Linked DNA regions of Sus scrofa: region 1 is linked to region 2. A link is a contact called in public HiChIP or PLAC-seq data. All regions are on one chromosome and are shown on one strand. Each heading gives the region's core, a stretch centred on a gene start, on an enhancer-like site or on the middle of the called end of the contact. The rest is flanking DNA. Distances are from core to core; before and after follow the strand shown. Region 1 overlaps MICAL2 (F-actin-methionine sulfoxide oxidase MICAL2). Region 2 overlaps MICAL2 (F-actin-methionine sulfoxide oxidase MICAL2).

The links. HiChIP or PLAC-seq counts read pairs in DNA pulled down with a chosen protein or histone mark.
Region 1: a contact with region 2 is called in an H3K27ac HiChIP or PLAC-seq map of skeletal muscle. The contact joins two enhancer-like sites. A contact is called at or near these places in 1 of 5 promoter capture datasets (liver), 1 of 47 Hi-C or Micro-C datasets (heart right ventricle) and 2 of 2 datasets of contacts at active chromatin or transcription factors (alveolar macrophages and skeletal muscle).

What each region holds. Positions count from the first base shown.
Region 1 is chr2:47,291,771-47,295,428 of Sscrofa11.1, forward strand. All of the region lies in intron 1 of MICAL2 (F-actin-methionine sulfoxide oxidase MICAL2), which reads right to left. Among named protein-coding and RNA genes, the nearest start is that of MICAL2, 8.5 kb to the right of the region's middle. Within about 2 kb of position 1,886, at least 22 of the 83 cell types and tissues checked have an H3K27ac peak or open chromatin away from gene starts, as enhancers often do. A contact at or near this core is called in skeletal muscle, where this site is marked.
Region 2 is chr2:47,179,223-47,182,983 of Sscrofa11.1, forward strand. It overlaps MICAL2 (F-actin-methionine sulfoxide oxidase MICAL2), which reads right to left. Exons shown (of 38, transcript XM_021083313.1): 9 at 3,208-3,308. Among named protein-coding and RNA genes, the nearest start is that of MICAL2, 120 kb to the right of the region's middle. Within about 2 kb of position 1,954, at least 18 of the 83 cell types and tissues checked have an H3K27ac peak or open chromatin away from gene starts, as enhancers often do. A contact at or near this core is called in skeletal muscle, where this site is marked.

The DNA of each region.
Region 1 (3,658 bases), core at 636-3,135, 110 kb after region 2:
GAAATCCTTCCTATCTTCCAAGACCCATCTCCATGACCAAGTGTCACCTCCTCCAGGAAGTTCCCTTGATTCCCCAACATCGAGTGGCTGTCAAAAGCATATTCCAAACACTCATCCTGATGTGTGTGTGGGCATCGATGAGCCTAAGGCACCTCCTTCCACGAGTTCGACGAAGGTTCTGCTCCTCTCACTCAGCACAGCACCCCACCCCACCCCATGCAGCAGCTCTGTCCCATGAGCTAAGGAGCCTAGGTCACAGTGCTCCATGCTGGGCCTGACAGCACCCTATTTACAGTCCTTTCTGACTCCCTCCCTCCACCTATTTCCAGCTGACTCATCTCTCTCATCACCCATCCTCTCAAAGTTCAGCTCAGCTGATAGCTAACTGGAGATAAACAAATTGTCCACAGGGTACTCTTCCTAGTTAAAGTCTATATTTTTAGCAAAGGCCCTCTGGAGACAAGGCCTGAAAACAGAGGTGGGAATTTAGGCCCCAGAGCTCTGGGGGAGGTTTTTTTTGGTTTTTTTTTTTTTTTTTTTTTTTTGTCTTTTTGCCATTTCTAGGGCTGCTCCTGCAGCATATGGAGGTTCCCAGGCTAGGGGTCTAATCGGAGCTGTAGCCGCCGGCCTACACCAGGGCCACAGCAGCCACAGCAACACGGGATCCGAGCCAAGTCTGCAACCTACACCACAGCTCAGAGCAACGCTGGATCCTTAACCCACTGAGCGAGGCCAGGGATCAAACCCGCAACCTCATGGTTCCTAGTTGGATTTGTTAACCGCTCAGCCATGATGGGAACTCCTGGGGGAGGTATTTTTGATCAGCAAAGATATTGCGCCAAACCAGTGTGCAAGCCAACGCTACCAGGGCATATAGCCTAAATTCAAATCATGAGAGAGCTGCTAGAAAGAGGGGGCATGGCTTGGTGCTCCAAACAGAAAGGATATCTACAAGTAAGACTGCCATAGCCTGGCAAAACGAAGGATGAAGAACAGACTTGACTCTGTCCTGGTTAGGTGACCTTGAGCCAAGAACCACAATTACCCTGACCTCTGCTCTGAATCAAAAAGCCTCTGAGCCTCAATAGGTTAAAAAACCAAGGTGGCAGGAGTGAAAACTAGAGGATTCCAGAGGGCCCTTCCAAGCTCACATCCCAAGATTCTGTGACTCATGGCCTCCACCTCTTCCTCCTTCCTGGGAGGTCAGTATCATTTGAAAACACCCGAATTCTGCTCCTTCCTCACCTGGAGCCCCAAAGGGGACAGGGAAAGCGAAAGATCTCCTAGCCAATCAGCAGGCCACATGCAGGGGGCTGGACTCTCCCAGTGCAGATGGAAGGAAGCAGCAGAAGGAGGAGAAGATGTTGGTTTCTATGGACACAGAAATGCTACTCACACTTTACCCCGTTGGTCCCAGCCCAGAAAAAGAGTCAGCTGATTGCCTTCCCTTCCCTGACCTATCTTTTGAAGCGATTACAACTGCCTGCCAAATTTAAGCGCTGCCCTAAAATCAGGACATATAAGGTCTCCCAGCCTGGATCTGAAGGGTTTCAAAACGGGTAAGAATGAGTGCAATGAAGAATGAAAGTTGGAGTCCATCTAGGCCGTAGTGTGCAGCCCTGCTGGTTAAAGATCTTTAAAAATAGCCTCTCTCTTCTCTCACGCTGAAGATAAAGACGACCTTTTGGCAATCAACAGACCTCTGCTAGAGCTTCGGAAGAGATTACAGCACAAACACCCCCGAGAGCAGCCACAAACAGCCCAGAGCTCTCTCCAGGCTCCGCAGCTTCCCATTCACCACTGGAAAGGTTAGGGACAGAGAAGAGGAGGTGGTGTTTGCAGGCTGAGGAGGACACAGCAGGAAGAGGTACGGAGGGGAGAGCCCAGCTTGGCAGAAGAGAGAGAACTGGCTGCCTTCTGCAGGGAAATAAAAGCTCCCGGATCCACCAAGAAAATTTCAGGGAGTCATCCAGAGGATTCCGTGCCAGTGTCTCTCATTCTGAAAATGGGTCACTCCTTAAAAGTGGAAAAAAACTGACATTTTGGAGTGCCGAACTAAGTGGGGCACTTCACTTTTTTTTTTTTTTTTTTTTTTTTTTTGGTCTTTTTAGAGCCGCATCTGCAGCATATGGAGGTTTCCAGGCTAGGGGTCCAATCGGAGTCACAGCTGCTAGCCTACACCACAGCCACAGCAACATCAGATCCAAGGTGCGTCTGCGACCTACACCACAGCTCACAGATCCTTAACCCACTGAACGAGGCCAGGGATTGAACCTGCGTCCTCATGGATAGATTCATTTCTGCTGACGACGATGGGAACGCCCCACAAATATTTTAATTTCAGCTCAACATCCATTCCTTGAGGTCGGTGTGATTACCTCCTTTTGACAGACTGAAATACTAGGGTACCTTGACACCCAAGGCCACATGCCTAGGATCCAAATCCAGATCTGTCCTAGCACATTGGTTTGTCTTTGCCTATGTCACCTGCATCCAGAACACACCCCTGAGGTTTATTCTCAGTGCCGGGCTCTCCACACCCATCAATCTAACAGCCAGAGAGTCCTAAAGAGGAGAGCGGGGGGAAGCACGGTGTAGGGGCAGTGGCGAAGCCACGCGTGGTGAATTCAGGAAACTGCAGAGTCTCGGCAGCCCTGCGGGTCCTATTGCCTCCCATCCTGGTGGTTTCCCTACAGGCCTGAAGAGGGGCGAGAGGGAAAACAGGCACAAATACATGCCTAGACTCTGTCTGGATGGAGCCACAGGAGACTGGGAACAGCAGGTGCCACGGAGGAAGAGAAATAAGGGCTGGCGGACAGGAAGAAGAGAGACTTGATTTTCACTGATTTCCCTTTGTATGAGTGAATATGGTACCATGTGTGTGTCAGGGAGGGGTGAGTAGCACCATTTGTGGGGAGTGGAGAGTGAGTACGATCACCAGTGTGTGTGTGTGTGTGTGTGTGTGGTGTACGTGGAGAGGGGAGGGGAGTACCATCATCCATGCCCATGTGTAGGGGTGGGTGAGTCACTTTTAACAGAGTCCAAGATGTCAGGTACAAGGTAACAGACACACCCAAGCTGGAGATAGCAACCGGGACCAAGCAGGAAGTCTTGGGTCCCCTGGTGGCAGCAGGCCTGGACTCTAGAAGAAGCCAAGACGTCATCCAGAGCCTCCTCCTCCTTCCTTGACAAAAGCAAGGCTCTGCAGCCCCAAGAAGATGGCAAGAAGCTCTCTGAGCATGAATGCCATGGTCCCCAAAGCTGCAACCAGTTGCACAAGCCCCATGATACATTCCTCGAGGAAAGAGATGGACTGAATTCTCTCTTGTCAGTCTGGAGCAAGGCCTCCCAGATTCCCCTGCTTATTCCTCTAGTGTGGCCCTTTCATCAGCTATAGGATTTCTCACTCCTCCAACCAGGGAGCTCCAGATGCTTATCACATTTGCATCAAGTTATGCAAAAACCCAGCTGTCCAGACCCAAGGAGCCATCAGTGCCCCGACTCTCCAGCAGCCATGCACACTTTCTCTCTCTCCCCCGACCCCAATGCTGCTCCCTTGGGATGGACAGCTGTCCCACAGAGGGCCTAGCAGGTCTGCCAGGCTCCAGCAGCCTCAGGTCACCCTGCTCCAGGGAGCAGCTCTCCTTAGTGACCAAAA
Region 2 (3,761 bases), core at 704-3,203:
AAATCGAATCCAGCGCTGGCCCCTTTGTCAGGTCATGGCCTTCAGGCTGGGGCTCCTGTTATTCTCTTTCCTTTCTCAGACCTGTTCTTACATCACAGGTACACTCCCTCCCTGAAGGTGTGGATGAATGAAGTGAGAGATTTCAGAAATACCCCCTCTTCAAAACAGGCCACAAGCACCCTTGCGAGGACCAGGTGATGGACAAGTGCGGATATTGTACTACGAAGGCAGCCCTTGGTGCGGATGCCACACGCAGGAGTGTGGGGACCTGGCCAAGGGGCAGACACCCCCGGGATGACAGCCACCTGGCCCAGGGCTGCTGGGAGGGGCCTTGCAGGGTAGGAGGTCCCCGGTGAGTGAGTGGATGGCAGAGGCAGATTTGTAGGGAGCTGGTGAGAATGAAGATGAGAGAGAAAAATGGGGTCAGGACTATAATAAAGTAGGCAGAGCTGAAAAGGAGCACTAAATGAAGATAAAGCCAGTGGTGAATTGGGGCCCCATCTTCAGGCCTGGGGAACTGAAGAGAGGCTGGATCCTAGATGGAGGTGGGACAGTAAAAAGGGAAGCAGCAACATGAGAGAAGGCTGGGGAATCCTATAGGAATCTTTCCAAGCGTGGAGGTGGGAAAGGCTGTGGACCAGAAGAAAAGGTCAGGCGATGCTTGTTCACTGCTTCTAAAGAGGGTCAACTTCGCATCAAAGACCAGTGTGATGTGTATCTGTCCACTTCAACCACCTGGCAAACAAGCTCCCTCCTACTGAGGTCAGACCAAGCCTGCATGTGCATGGGCCAGTAGAGGTAGGGTCCAGGAGGGATGCTCTCCTGGGGGGAGCAAGATGGCCACAGTTGGGAGCCCAGAGGCAGGGTTTCCTGAGGAGAAACTTTACTCTCCCGGCAGTAGTCACAGAAAGAAGTCTGGAGATCAGCAGGAATCCCTGAGGAAGAAGGTCAGTCAGTCATTCAACAAACATTCCCTCAGCACCTTGTGTGTCTTAAGAAAGATGCAGACTTATACAGGGACAAGAAAACAGAGGACTTGCCATTCCTCTGGGAGCAAGAGAAGAATGTTAATTTAAGTAGTTCAGTGTAGACAGATCAACTTCCAGCTTAGGCAAATGCTATAGAACTTGGCTAGACACCTGGAGAGTAAAGTCAGGGCTCCTGAACCAAATGGTGTCCAGTTCTCCCACGTCCATCCATGGCCTCCAATTTCTAGAGTTTATATACTATACCCAGAGACCCTTCTGCACCAGCTCAGAAGATGCTCAGAGATGCTCTGAGGGAGAAGACAGGCCTTGGTGAGAACAACCACAGGCCTGGGATCTGTTCCCAGCTCCTGTAGCCATGGCAGGACCAGAGCGAGGCATTCCCACCTACCTGTGCCATGACACAGAACCTGGGACAGGAGCATAGAGGGGCTCTGATGAAAGCCAAGGAATCAAGTTACCATGGCAACATGTTGTGGCCAGGACAAAGACCCTGAGATGACCTGGAGGAACCTCAGCATCCCAAGAGGCCAGAGTCCTTGGCTAGTGAAATAGGAACCCCAAGTCAAACTTGGCCTGACTCCCCAGGGGTGGGCCTGCAAGAGCCTCCCAATCCCCTCCTCTGTGCCTGCACCCTAGACCCCAATTAGTTCTTCACTATCTGACACAGGCATCCCAACCAACAGGGGAGGTAACTTTGGGAGGGACACCTGTGGAGCAGAGGGAAAAAGGGGAACATGGCCTCGCCTCCCACAGACCGGGTCAGCAGGGGGGCACCAGATGTTGAAACCCACTGCTCACACATCTGCTGATTGTGCTACGTCAGTGTCATGAAACCCCCACTCCTCCCAATCCCACCCCATTCCTAACCTCCGGTCCAGCGACTCAGGCTCTCAGCAAAGGCCTGAGCTGATGTGGAGGAGGCCCAGGGGAGGGCTGGGTTACTAATGCCGCCCAGCCGGCTGCCAGCACAAGCTGGCGTGAGGACAGGCACATTCTTCTCTGACAAGCAGCAATGAATGGTCACCGTGCTGCCTGGGCTGCAGGCCGACACCGGAGAGCCGGTTGACCTTGGACTGCACGATCCTTATCTTGAGGCTATAGCAGCAGCAACAGGAATAGGGGCTCAGGGAGGGTTGAAGCCCAATCAAAGAAGCTGCCGTCCCAGGGCCGGCCACTCCATGTGCTCCTTTGTTGCAGCCCTGCTCTCTTGTTTGAGCATGAAAAGTGCACAGACAGGAAGCAGGGGCCAGGGAGCCAGCAGGACAAAAAAGCAGGTGTCCAAACCAGGCAGAGAAGTAATGGAGGGAATTGCCAAACCGACTTCAGGCCAAGTGCTCTTTACACATTTAAAAACTTATTCCTCTGAACAGCCCTTTTATTATTTATTTATTTGTGTTTCATCTTTTTAGGGCCTCACTCGTGGCATATGGAGGTTCCCAGGCTAGGGGTCGAATGGGAGCTATAGCTGCCAGCAGATGTCACAGACACAGCAACACCAGATCCAAGCTGAGTCTATGACCTACACTGCAGCTCATGGCCACCCTGGGTCCTTAATCCACTGAGCGAGGCCAGGGATCAAACCCATGTCCTCATGGATACTAGTTAGGTTCGTTAACCACTGAGCCACGACAGGAACTCCTGAACAGCCCTTGTAGACAGAAATTCTTATTCCCATTCTCCAGATGAGAAGACCGAGGTACAGAGAAGGCAAGCAGTTTAGTCACAGTCTTGAGTTAGAGACGGGCCCAAGCCGAGATTGAACTTGAGTCTTCTGAAGTGCAGTAGAGCTTTCCCCCACACCGTGACAACGGGGTGGCAGTGTGACGTTCACAAGGGAAAGTGCCTGTGTCCCACTAGGACAAGAAGCCCCCATCTTGCCTCCGAGTGATGTGTGACCCGCAGCAAAGGCGGCAGGGATAAATGAGAGATGTGGAAGGTAAAGACTCAGCTTGTCTCTTAGTGGAAAAAGCCCACCCTAACACCTGGCTGAGGCTCTAAGCATTGCCCCCAGCCCAGCTCTGCAGAATCACTTCTGCCTGAATTTGTCCGTGTGGGCTCCCACACCCAACACACACGCACCACCAAGGAGAAGGAAGTGGGGGGGTGGGGGGTGGTTGGTCCTTGCTCAGTCTCTGGCAGGATGACATCTGTTCCCCCTGATGCTGCCAGCCCAGGTCACAAAGGGAAAGACAGGACCTCACAGCCAGGAGATACATACATTAATGATGACACCTTTGTCAAGCAAGCTCTGCTTCTTGGCGGTCATGACAAAATAGTGGGTGCAGTCCTTGTAGTAAACAATGTTCTCAAGATCAATTCCTGAAAAGAGAAGGTGGATGGGCTCAGTATTACTTCTTCGGTGCCTTCTGTGTGTCAAGAGCTCTGCTTTGCCTCGATAAAAGTCTCATTACTTACCTGCAGCATATTCATGTTTATCAGACATACTGGTGGGGCAAAGATAAAACCTCACCCAAGTCAACATAGCTAGCTTTCACAGTCCCACAAAGTTACGATTCCTTTTCTTTTTTCTTTCCTTTTTTTTTTTTTGGTCTTTTTAGGGCCACACCTGAGGCATATGGAAGTTTCCAGGCTAGAGGTGGAATCAGAGCTGTGGAACTGGCCTACACTACAGCCACAGCAACGTCAGATCCAAGCCAATTCTGCAAGCTACACCACGGCTCACAGCAACGCTGGGTTCTTAACCCACTGAGCGAGGCCGGGGATTGAACCTGTGTCCTCATGGATGCTCGTCAGATTGGTTTCCGCTGAGCC